Regions from separate parts of the Zea mays genome. Here regions 1, 3 and 4 are each linked to region 2. A link is a contact called in public Hi-C data. All regions are on one chromosome and are shown on one strand. Each heading gives the region's core, a stretch centred on a gene start, on an enhancer-like site or on the middle of the called end of the contact. The rest is flanking DNA. Distances are from core to core; before and after follow the strand shown.

Region 1 (2,991 bases), core at 154-2,653, 230 kb after region 2:
AAAAAATCTTGTGTATCATGCTTTACATGACCTACACAAAGTTAAAGCTCTAATACTGACCATGGTTCTTAAAGCATAAGGCAAGACAAGGCGTTGGACCGCCGCCTGGATGCCTAGCCGACGCCTAGGCGAGCAAGGCGCTAGGCGCCTAGGATTTTTGGGCGCCTAGACGCCTAGGCGACGCCTTAAAACATTGATACCGAGTTACTGACACTTTTGTGCATAATTTATATGCACATACACAAATTTCTTGCCCCAAGAGTAAGCCACTCAACATATGTAAATATCTGGAAGAATTAAGCTTATTCCAACATATCCTAGGGCCTGTTTGGGACAACTTTTCTGATAATCTGAATTCCTAGATAATCTAGACGTCCCAAGAATCCGGATATCCCGGGACATAGGTGTGGAGGAAGATAAAGGGGTTTGTACAGTTTAGGGTTTAGGAAGCGGCAGATTCCTCCTGTCGACTCGGTTTATTTTGCATTCACGTTGATTTGGGCGATTTTCAAAGAATCGGTTCTCACATAAGCGGGCTGAGAAGCGACGCGTTTGGCTGCCAGAAGCCGAAACAAACAGGGCCCTAATCTAGCATATGTAAGCCAGTAGACAATCTGAGGCTGCAGAATTCTATACAGATGGCTACTGAGTACTCAGTCTGATGATCCGTATCATGAAACTACCAATTCATCAATCAAAATTTTAAAAACGGCTAACCCACAGCCAGACCGTGTCCTCCTGTGCAACTCATTTAACCACGACCTGACTTTCTGGGACTAAATATAATGCTTACACTTATGAGCAGCGTACATTTTCTTAGGCTTGACATTATATGCCAGTATGTGAACCATGAGAATGAAACAAGGGCTGAAATATGCGCCTGATCCAGCAGAATCGACACTAGATGCCCACAAATCCAAATCGAAGTGGCCAATCCATGGATCGATGACAGAAAATCATACCGAAACCCTTCAAATTGAATACAGTAAGCGAGTCCTGGGCAGATCGTGGATTAGCACGAGACGGGGACAGTGAAAGGTACAGTAGGCAATTAGGCACTTGAGTCGGTGAGGGGGTCAAGGGAGAGAGGAGGCGGATCGTACTAGTAGAGGTTGCACTTGAGGCGGCTGGTCCACTTGGAGTAGGAGCGTGGGACGGTGAAGCGGGAGAAGAACTCCGGGACAGGCCGCGGCGGCATGGACCAGTCCACCTCCCGCAGCGCGTCCACCAAGTCCTCCGCCGTCACCGCGCTCCAGTCCATCTCCGGCGATCCCCGGCCCTGCGGAACCCTAGGGAGCGTGCGACGGCGCGGGCGTGGTGGTGGAAGGACGGTCGGCGGCGCGTCTGGACGGCTGGGTTGCGTCGGTCAGACGGGCGGTGCCGGTGTGGTCCGGTCGCGCTGGTGCGCGAGGGCGTGGCTTCCTTGGGGGATGGGGAATTTTGCGTGTGCCGCGGCCCCGCGTTCCTTGCCTTACTACCTCTGCGCGGCGCCTGATTGCTTGGGTTGGAGGGTGGCGTGCGCGTGGTGGCGTACGCGTACTGGAGTGGGCCGCCGCCGCTAGGCCGGGTCGGTTTTAGTGGGCCGATCGCGTTTCCGGCCATTTGCCGGGTCGACCTAGTGGGCTGTGTGACCTTTGGGCTTCTGTACAATGATGAGCTTTTGAAGCTACTATTATGCTGAAACTTCTCTGTTAGTATTTTTTATGAGAAGATGTGCTGGACTTTTGGTACAGTGGGGCTGGCTGGCTGGCTGCAACCCGACCCGAGCCATGACGTTTTTTGGCGTTTGCTTCTTCGCGAGACATTTGTGACGGGCTCCTGTCCCGTTCGCTAGCCTTATACGTACTCCTGTTAACAGTGGACGGTCAACTGTGTGCCGGAAGGCTTGAACCAACGCGGGATGAATTTATGATGGTGATGCACATTTGCGCGCACGGTGCAGATATCCTGTGGCATCAGAGTCAGCGAAGTTTTCTACTAGCTAGCTACAGACTTTGGGAGAACGTTGAACGGCCTTTCTTCCGTCTGACTCTCTGGTCTGTGTGGTCTCGGGCTCTACTATGCACTGAACCGGAGACCCCTGAGGCCCTGATGGTGATGGGACAGTAATCGCCAGCTGGCCGCGCATCCCGCTGCTGCGGCCAAGTGTTCCAGTGCGACGAAACTCCTGTGAGCTGTCTGTCGCGTCGCGCCGCGCCGCGCCGCGCCGTGGTGAGCAGATCAGAGCTGCGCCAAAATGCCGCGGCGCGGCCCGCGTGGATTCCCTGGCTTTTGGCGCTGTCACCTTCTGGCTGTGAGCGCAGATTCCACCTACCACCATCAGACAGATCAGGCTGTCAAAGACGTTTGTCGCGTGCGCCACATCTTTCTTTACACGGAGGCAGAGCAATGCAAAAAAAAACCAGTGCGATAGATAGATCCATCGTGCTCGGGCTCGATCACACATTTGTTGACCGCTCGTGCGTGCCACCTGCACAGTATCGCGAATCGCGATAACGTATACTAGTATATACCAGTGCCCGATCCCTCGCTGTCCGTCCATGTCCCTGTAACACGCACGCACAGGCACAGCGTCGCGTTTAGAATTTGGAGTCACTCGCCCGTTTGCTGAACACACCAGAAACCTGCATGCGTTTTATATGCGTTTTTCATCTTTATGTACGAGAGGTTAAAAAGTTTTTCTCTCTCTATAAAATATCCTGGATTTCTGGGCTGACGCGGTGGTCTCAGGCCACGCATGCCTGTGATCTCATCCGTGCCGCAATGAACTCCTGCTGGTGATAATTATTGTGATTATGGTGATGTTTTTTTTTTTGTGGCATGCTCCTCGCTACAGGTATTGTTGTGGGACTCTTTTACCTTTGGTGTTTGGCCGGGAAAAAAACTTCTACTTTTTTCGATATTGACAACAGATATGGATGTTGCCTTTTCTTATTACTGGTATCGCTGTAGAAAATCTACTCCTTTTTAGTTTATATCATCTGATTAGCT
Region 2 (2,905 bases), core at 174-2,673:
TGACCACCACCAAATGTATTTCGTCCAAAAACATCAATACCCATGTATACATCATATTTTCTGTCGCCAGCAACTGTAGCTGAATCTTGTGGGTCATTTTCCTGAGGTTGCGATGCCAATTTCAGCAGCATTACTTACAATTTTAAGTGACTCCACAGAGTTGCAGGGAAAATAAAATAACAAGAGAGGACTACCTTCCATGTATAGTTAGAAAATAGCCCATCACATACATCAAAGAATGGCTTATTGTACTTGTTGAGCTTATCCTGCCAATCAAGGTCACCATTCACAGTGATTGCGTCATACCTGCAGAGGCAAGTAAAAGCCAACAAGCATCATCAACCAAGCTTCATAAATGATAACTACAGCCTGTGATTTTCATAGTTACAATACAACACAGTAGGAAAAATAAACACCACCATATGACTAAAGAGCCAGGAACTGCATCGTGCATTGTCATGGTTAGATGCTTGACGAACTCTTTCAGGTTATCGATGAAGTGAACGTCAAGATTGACCTCAATGTTAATCTGAAAGACGATTCAATATTAGCATTTAGCAGCAGGCATGTATCCAGCAATCACAAGATGGCATAACAGAAATTACCAGCCAACCATCAAATCCCAAGGTATGAGCCAGCTCTGTGAGCCTTTCCGCATACATCTGTGCAGAAGCCTCGGTCGCGAGCATCTCCTTGCAAATCTTCACGCCCTCATCCCACTCCGCGATGAACGTCCCTAAAACCTTGGTACAAAGATAAGAGAGATAAAAGCAAGTTCAGTTGAGCTGAGTGAGTCAAGAGCCGAAGCAAACGGAGTAGAAACAATTCCAAAACCTTGACGCCGTGAAGGTGGGCGGCGTTGATCCAGCAGGGTGGCGGGAGCGTGACGAGGTAGTGCGAGAAGTAGACGAAGACGTCGACGAGGTGCCAGTGCCAGAGCGCGTAGGCGTCCGGCTTGTCCCCGCCCTGCGGTGCCGCGTCGTTGCGGTATCCGCCTTCCATGTCGTGGCAGACGAGGACGCGGCGGCGCTGCGGGAGCGGCGAGGCTGGCGCGGGAACGGAAGCCCTGTTGAAGGGGAGGTGGAAGTTGGCTTCGGCGGACAGGTAAGCGCGAGAGGCGAGCGCGGCGAGGCCCGTGATCGGGTAGGACATGGGCGGCGCGGGCGAGGACGCGTCGAAGGGCGGCTCCCACGCGCGGCGGTCGGCGCCCGCGGCAGCGTCTCCGTCGGACACCTCCGGCTCCGCGGCGAAGGGAAGCATGGCTCGGACACGACGGGCAATACGGCGGAGGTGGCGGCGCGGAGAGACGGGCATGCGCCGGCCCGGCGTTGATGGTACCTCGCTCCCTTGAGTGCGGGCAAAGGGAAAGGGAAGGCAGTAATTCCGCAGCTGGAGCTGGAAGCCTGGAAGTGGGCAAGTGGCAGCGTGTGATCGTGTGGCCGCCCGTGGGCATATCGTTGACTTCTGCTGACTCTTGGGCCAGCTGACAGCCCGCAGCCTGGGATTTGAATTTTTGTTGGAATTCCTTTTTTTCCTTCTCAATTGGGCTTTCAAACCATTTCTTTGGGCCGGACCTATTATGGTGGACTAAGGAGCTGTTTGGTGGTATACTTTAAGGCTCTATTTGGGAAGATTTCACTTCAAGAATTGTAGCTTCAGTTTCCTAGCTTCAACATAAAACAATCTCAACAGATTGGTAAAGCGGGTTTCAAGAGTGTTTGGCTTGTACGTAGACTCCAGCTTCTGTAATACAATTAATTTGTGTGAATTTTCTTAATTACCCTTGATGTTTAGAGAGTGGAGGAAGAGACATGAATCACTAGGTCATGTAACCAATAGCATGATGGGTATTTTTTGTGCAACTTTATGAGGAGGTATAAAAAATAGTGTTTTTGAAGCGTCATTTGGGGAGCTTTAAAAATTTCATGAAACTTGCCTCTAGTTTCAGTTTTTTTAAGCTAACGCTCATGGAGATGAACATGTTTGATAGAAGAAGCTGAAATAAACTAGAAATTCTTGAAGTGTAGCTCTCCCAAACAAGGCCTAAAGCGCCAAAAATTACCAAATATTTTTTGCCACATCAATCTAAGGTTAGGCGCTAACGCGGTAGAAGAAAAATCTTGTCATAATTGTGGCTATAAACCAAACACATGTCAAACTCGGTCAAACTTATCTAACCTTAAACGTGATAAATTGTGGCAAGTGAGGCAACAAACCAAACAGACTCTAAAATCGCTCCTTTTTACCATTTTTATTTACGAATTTATTATGAGTCTTAGCCTTTTGACCTAATTCGTCGAAGGGTCTGTATTCTGGTGAACATATGAGTCTTACTAGCAACTAAAATTCTGATTTCGATTTTCTATAATAAGGTGTTTGCATCCCTTCATTTTAGAGAAATTGGAATTCACCTAATAAAGTAACCTATCTAGCTTGGAATTTAACATTCCACCACTTCCAAAGTTCAGATATAAGTATATCTCAAATTCATGGGATGCAGGATGGGAAATGATTTTATGGATAAGTAGAATTTGTTTCTACTCTGTAACTTACAAGACACTCGTCGACTCACTCCTCTATAGTAAAAATGTAACACATAAATATCTCCGACATTTTGCTAATAATAGTATACAAATATATTTTGTATAAAACTAAATTAGCTTAATTGATATATTTCTAAATTACTATTATTAGAATGGAGTTCAATTCCAATAAACGGGGCGTAAAAGCAAATACTCTTTGTCGATGGGCTGAACCAAAATTGAAAAGCGACATAATAGTGATCAATTTTCATGAGTTGTCGATGGGTTGAACGAGGACAGAGTCCCTAGGAGTAGGAATAAAAATGGATGCAAAACCTCTTCCATTTCTGTTCCCGCATTTTATCATCGAAAATGGAAACAAG
Region 3 (2,729 bases), core at 207-2,706, 210 kb after region 2:
AGCATGCGGCTATAGGTGTATATTCGGGCCGCCCGGCCCGGCCCGGCCCAAGCCCGAAAAGGCCCGTATTGTTTGAATTTCGGGTCGGTCCGACCCGTTTGAATTTTGGGTCGTGCCGGGCCGGCCCATGGGCCTAGCCCTTGGCCCACGGCCCGGCCCGTAATTGCTTAAACGTGTCGGGCTCATTTCGGGCGGCCCGAAATTATAAAAGCCCGAAATTCAATTTTTGGCCCGAAATTCACATTAGGGCCCGAAATTCAGTTTTTTGCCCGAAATTCACATTAGAGCCCTAAATTCAAAAAAATAATAAAACAAATAAAAGATAAGACAAATAAATTTGAACAAAATCAAACTTAATATTTGTATTAATTAAAGTTACCACAGCTATGCAATGACTACCTCGTTTATAAATTATTTTGTTAGAAGGAAAAAGAGTATAACCAGCTCTATACAAAGTTCGTAAGTTTAGTTCATTGTCTAATGTTCATAACAAAAGCAAAATTACATCACACACTCTAATTCAAAGCTACAAAAAACATCTAACTAGCATTATCTCTAGCTTTGTGTTCTTTATTAAGTATATGAAAGTGTGGAATGAAGTGTGTTTTAATAAATATATGGGCTTTTACGTGTCTCTATTTGGACCATTTCGTGCATGCCTTAAACGGGCCGTGCTCGTGTCCGCCCATGTGCCGTGACCTCGGCCCAAACCCGGCCCGATATAACGGGTCGTGCCGGCCCGACACTAAATTATTTCGAGTCGTGCCGTGCCTGGGCCGTGCTTTTTTTCCGTGCTTCGGGCCGGCCCATCAGACCCGGCCCAAATGTACACCTATACATGCGGTCGACTGCCGAGGCCCGAGGACGACGAGCGACGGCAGCACTCAACACATACAAAGAAAGGTTTGGAACTTGACGGAGAAGAGATAAAGTACGACGTTGTTAGCCTGTTAGGAGTAACTTCCACCATTTCTTTTTAGTTGTCGCTGGATAATTCAATTTTGCACTATCCAGTAATAACTAAAACAAAACGAAGGGAGTAGGACTGAAGCATCATAGTCGCGTGGCCATAAAGGGACAATAAAAACGACACACCGAGGACATGTACGATCTAAAGATTTCTGGCTCGGTTTTCTATATACAAGAAACAATTACTTGTAAGAAACTGCAATGATACAATCTAGAGCCTGTAAATCATAACTACAGTATAGATATAATAAGATTGTGTAGAGAGCGGCTTTTCGCGAAGAGTCCGTCTTTTTTTTACCTATTTCTTGGAGACATCTCAAGAAACTCTCTAATTAACGAGGATGTACTAATGTTGTGGTAAATAATGATGGACGATAGTCGATAACGTGAGGTGTGGTTGGTACTGGTAGCTAGCGTGATGTATGGTCTGTATTCAGCCTAACTAATTTGCCAGCGAGTGATGCGGTGACGTGCTGCTGCTGTTGTAGTAGGTGGTGGAGCAAGCCCAGTCCCCAATCCCACCCTGCCACCCAACCTTGCTTCTTCTCCGATAGCTATTTCTCTGCTTTCTCTCCAATCTTCCCGGGTTTCCCTGATTAAAGATGGCTGAATCCTTTGTTCTCAGTACCGGCTCGAGGATCCCATCGGTTGGGCTTGGCGTATGGCAAATACAACCTGACGCTGCCAACGACGCCATCTACGCTGCTGTCAAGGTCTTTTTTTTTTTTTTCTCTGCTCTGTCTGATCCCCTCCTGCTTTCCCTTTCAGTCGAAAATTTTCTTTCGAAGCTTGCCTGTATTATGTGTTAACAATCTGATTTACCGGTTTCTTTCGAAGCTTGCATGTATCCTGTAGATTGTAAGGTCTTATTGCAATTGGAAATCTCCGTTATGCAGTTGCCTCAGATAACCTAGCTAGCCATTACGAATGAACTGTTTTGGCTTGTCCTCGAAGTGTTCATATGATCCATTGGATCGTAATGTTAATTTAAATATGGTAGAAGATTCTTTTTTCCTGTTTCAAAATGTGTTCTCAAGTCATGGGTCTGCCATCGGATTGTTTGCATCTCTTGGATCCCAGTCTAAAATTTTTTTTTCGACCAAAATCCCAGTCTAAAATTGTTGTTGGTTTTATGACAGGCTGGGTATCGGCATATTGACTGTGCAGCAGCATACAACAATGAGGAGGAGGTAGTAGTTACTCAACATGATTTGTAACTGATATTATGTTGACTTAGTTTAGTTTTACAACATCATCACCTTATTGTTTCAGCTCAAATGAATATGACTCGATGCTAATTATTTGGTTACTATAACAATGATGCTATTTTATCTTAGCCTTTGTTCTCTTTTCTCAAACAACGCAGTAGACCTAGGTGTCATTTCATTAAGGAAGAAAAGGGAACAAACACATTGGAGGAGCTGACCTCTATTCTTACAAACGCGCCCCCACACAAAGAAAACTGCCACTACACGACCACCAAGTGCCCAAAACCACCATCTGATGAGCAGTTTATGGAGTGCTATTACCATACCACAAGCTGCTCTCCTCTACCTCAGCACAGCAGAACCAGGACTAGTCCCCTCAAACACACATACATTCTTATGCTTCCAAATCTTCGAGGAAACAAGAATAAGAGCCTGTTTGGTTCATGGCTAACTGCGTCACACTTTGCCTAAGTTTAGTCGTTCGAATTGAAGAACTAACCTTAAGCAGAAAAGTTAGGCAAAGTGTGGCAAGTTAGGTAGCGAACCAAACAG
Region 4 (2,906 bases), core at 350-2,849, 150 kb after region 2:
GCCTGAGTACTATCACTATGACTCGAGATAAACATGTGAGTATTGTGAAATAAGTCTACCTATGTGTCATTGCCTCGTTGGAGAGTTGTAAAAGAACTTGTATTTGAGTAATGCGAAGTTCGTTGATTGTTTGTTGCATGAGAACTGGAGTTTGTGGTTGCATAGGTATGTTATATGTTATTTTGGTGAATACATGTCGTGTAGATTAATTAATATTTACTGTGCAATGTGAATTGAGCAAACTACAAATAAATCTTGTCAAAATTTTTCGTTTTTTTCTATAAAAACAGCAAAAACCGGTTAGTTTCGCGATTAACCGGCGGTTTAGAGCGGTTTTTCACCGGTTTTTCACCGGTAAACCGGTTCAAATTCAAATTGATTTGAATTGGTCAAACCGGTCGGTTTTTACCGGTTTACTGTTGGTAAACCGTTACCGGTGGGGGATGGACGGTTTTTATCTTAGAACGGTTTTGTAAACCGTGATGGGAACTCTATGGTAACAAGGATGGGGCATCCACATCTCTAGTGCCATTACCTGTCCAGCTGTGGAGGTGCTGGCTGACTGACTCTAGGCCCTGCTGCCTAATAACTGGAGCCTACTGTACGTGAGCACTCACAGGCTGCCACTGACTGACACTACTACACCTATGTTGTTGGACTGGAGGACATATATACACCTATCTTTCGATCCCAAACTGAACCCTTTTTAGTTGAGACTCGCACATCAGTGCCAAACTGCCTATCCAAACTATATGTCTGTTAAACAATACCATGACCTGCATCTGACCAGGCATAATAGTATAAATAAACAGCACTCCGACGACCAGCAGACTGCCATCAGATGACCTGGCCGGTGTGAACTGCTGCCTGCCCGCCAGGCATCTCCCATCGTGTCCCGCATGATCAGATAAAAAAAACGGAACCGTCAATCTCGAAGCCACGCTCGAGTTACTACAGCAGCCACACGAGCTGCAGTATAATCCTTTTCTCTAATCATCTCTGGTACGCCTGAATGAGTGAGTGAGTGCTCGACAAGTCGTCGCGTACGTCTGGATGGACAGAGTCGGCTGGACTGACGCGAGAAGGACCGGGATCTTCCGTGCTGGCGCTGGGATTTCCAACGGATTACGCCACCGGGAAGGCCTAAAGAATTCCGGTGGCGGTGGGGATAACCAATCATTGTCGGCTCGGCGAATTCCGGCATTTGGGGTTCCCTTTCTTTTGCAGCAGGTAGGTGAGCCGTATGCTTCCGAGAGTTGAATTTCAGAAAAAAAGACATCCCTGCACTGAAACTCCACCGCGCGTCGCTGTCCACTTGTAAAACTCGCCTTCTACGACTGAGCGTCCCTTGCGTTCAAGTCTCCTCCCTGGATGGACCTAGCTGGAACCCTACAACAACGAGCCAGGCACCACAACTAAGAACAGTTACAAGAATTCTAACATCCCATTAGCACCATCTTAATTATCAGGACATATATTATTAGATAGTACAGTTAGAAACCAAACCACTCCATTTGGTCTCCATCTCTATCCATTCCCCAAGTGTCCAAGTCATGCATCTCTGTCTCCCCTTTTAAAGCCCACCACCTCTCTCCCTCCATCGTCTTCCCGTCTCCCAATCCCAGCTGCGCGCGCCCGTGGACTTGTCCTGCCATGGAAGGCCTCATCCCGTTCATCTACAGGGCCGTCGTGCGGTACAGGAAGGAGGAAGGGCGGGTCTCCCTCGGCGACCTCTTCTTCGACGAGCCCTCCTCGCCGACGTCCTACTTCCGTCTCCCGGGCGGCGCCGACTCCGCCCGGTACCAGCAGGTGACGTCGAGCGACCTGTTGACATCCCAGACGACTACGTCGACGGCCAGCTCCGGTGCAGCCGGCGTGGCGCGACGACGCTCTCCGATGAGGTGCCCGTCGCACCGCCGGCGCCCGGTCTCCCCGGACCCGTGACTCGATCGTGAAGTGAAGCTAGCCGCCCGTGAGGCAAAAAAAGAAAAGCAAGCGAAGGTTTGTTTGCTCATGGCCTCACGTAGCAGATGGAGCGTGTGGTATACGTAGTATGAGGATGATGCTGAGTAATTGTGAATATTAGCCTCTAAGTAGCTGCGTGTAAGTGTACATAAATTCTTCATCTTTTTTTACTGTGGTCATCTGTAATGTAATGTAATGGATGGATGGGTGCAGGAGGTACTCCAAAAGGAGAGGCTTTGTGCCTTGGAGTGAAAACTGTGTGTAATTCGTTGGAATAAATATGCCAGGCAAACGATGAAACGCATGGATTTTAATTCAGAAATCCATGCTTTTTTCAAAACGGTGGTACGTGCATTTACAATTTCATGATCCCTTTTCAAAAGCGGTTCTACATGATAAACTAGAATCTACAGTGCCTCAATTTATTTGGACGCAGCTCCTAGCCCATCCATTTTGTTTTTCTCGAGCCGTCCGATCTCGGCGATTAACAGGACAGAGAAACAAGGCATACCATCTCAATCGCGGCGGCCTTGATGTGAAATTGGCCAGCTTGTTTCGTTTTGTCAACAGCACGTGCCCATTTGTCTAGTTGAGCTCGATTGCTCGAGTAAAAGAAATGCATCACACAACATAAAAGTCATCTCTATCAAAAAAAAAAACTAACAGCTTGCTTGGTTTGAGGAACGGGCAGTCTATCATTGTTTGATTTGTGGAATAGAACTAGTAATAATATGATTATTGTTTGATTTGTGAAATAGAATTAGTAATAATATATGAGGATGAACTCATGAGTCATGATACACCATCTCATTTAAAATGAATTGTTTTTTCAAACCAAATACTCCCTGAAAGTCCAAGGTCTTGCTTCGGATTGTTTACATAGACCTGCTTGATTTGCAGTGTGCGAGGTCACCTTGCATCAAAGATAGAGAAAAGGCATA

What was found. Hi-C and Micro-C count contacts between places; a contact is called where the count stands out from the background.
Region 1: a contact with region 2 is called in a Hi-C map of leaf, with 4 times the contacts expected there. The contact joins the promoter of LOC100192800 here to the promoter of LOC103635582 in region 2. A contact is called at or near these places in 8 of 25 Hi-C or Micro-C datasets (bundle sheath, ear, endosperm and 2 more).
Region 3: a contact with region 2 is called in a Hi-C map of ear, with 4 times the contacts expected there. The contact joins the promoter of LOC100194348 here to the promoter of LOC103635582 in region 2. A contact is called at or near these places in 6 of 25 Hi-C or Micro-C datasets (bundle sheath, ear, leaf and 1 more).
Region 4: a contact with region 2 is called in a Hi-C map of bundle sheath, with 2.1 times the contacts expected there. The contact joins the promoter of LOC100277784 here to the promoter of LOC103635582 in region 2. A contact is called at or near these places in 4 of 25 Hi-C or Micro-C datasets (bundle sheath, ear, leaf and 1 more).

Annotation. Positions count from the first base shown.
Region 1 is chr8:97,382,496-97,385,486 of Zm-B73-REFERENCE-NAM-5.0, forward strand. It overlaps LOC100192800, which reads right to left and starts at 1,404. Exons shown (of 8, transcript NM_001358559.1): 1 at 1,104-1,404. The coding sequence starts at 1,261.
Region 2 is chr8:97,153,183-97,156,087 of Zm-B73-REFERENCE-NAM-5.0, forward strand. LOC103635582 (cytosolic endo-beta-N-acetylglucosaminidase 1) reads right to left here and starts at 1,424. Exons shown (of 11, transcript XM_008657996.2): 1 at 835-1,424; 2 at 606-743; 3 at 420-529; 4 at 195-306; 5 at 1-101. The coding sequence starts at 1,314.
Region 3 is chr8:97,363,226-97,365,954 of Zm-B73-REFERENCE-NAM-5.0, forward strand. LOC100194348 (putative oxidoreductase, aldo/keto reductase family protein) reads left to right here and starts at 1,457. Exons shown (of 7, transcript NM_001139383.1): 1 at 1,457-1,682; 2 at 2,109-2,159. The coding sequence starts at 1,572.
Region 4 is chr8:97,305,582-97,308,487 of Zm-B73-REFERENCE-NAM-5.0, forward strand. It overlaps LOC100277784, which reads left to right and starts at 1,600. Exons shown (of 1, transcript NM_001151265.2): 1 at 1,600-2,300. The coding sequence starts at 1,654. The coding sequence ends at 1,944.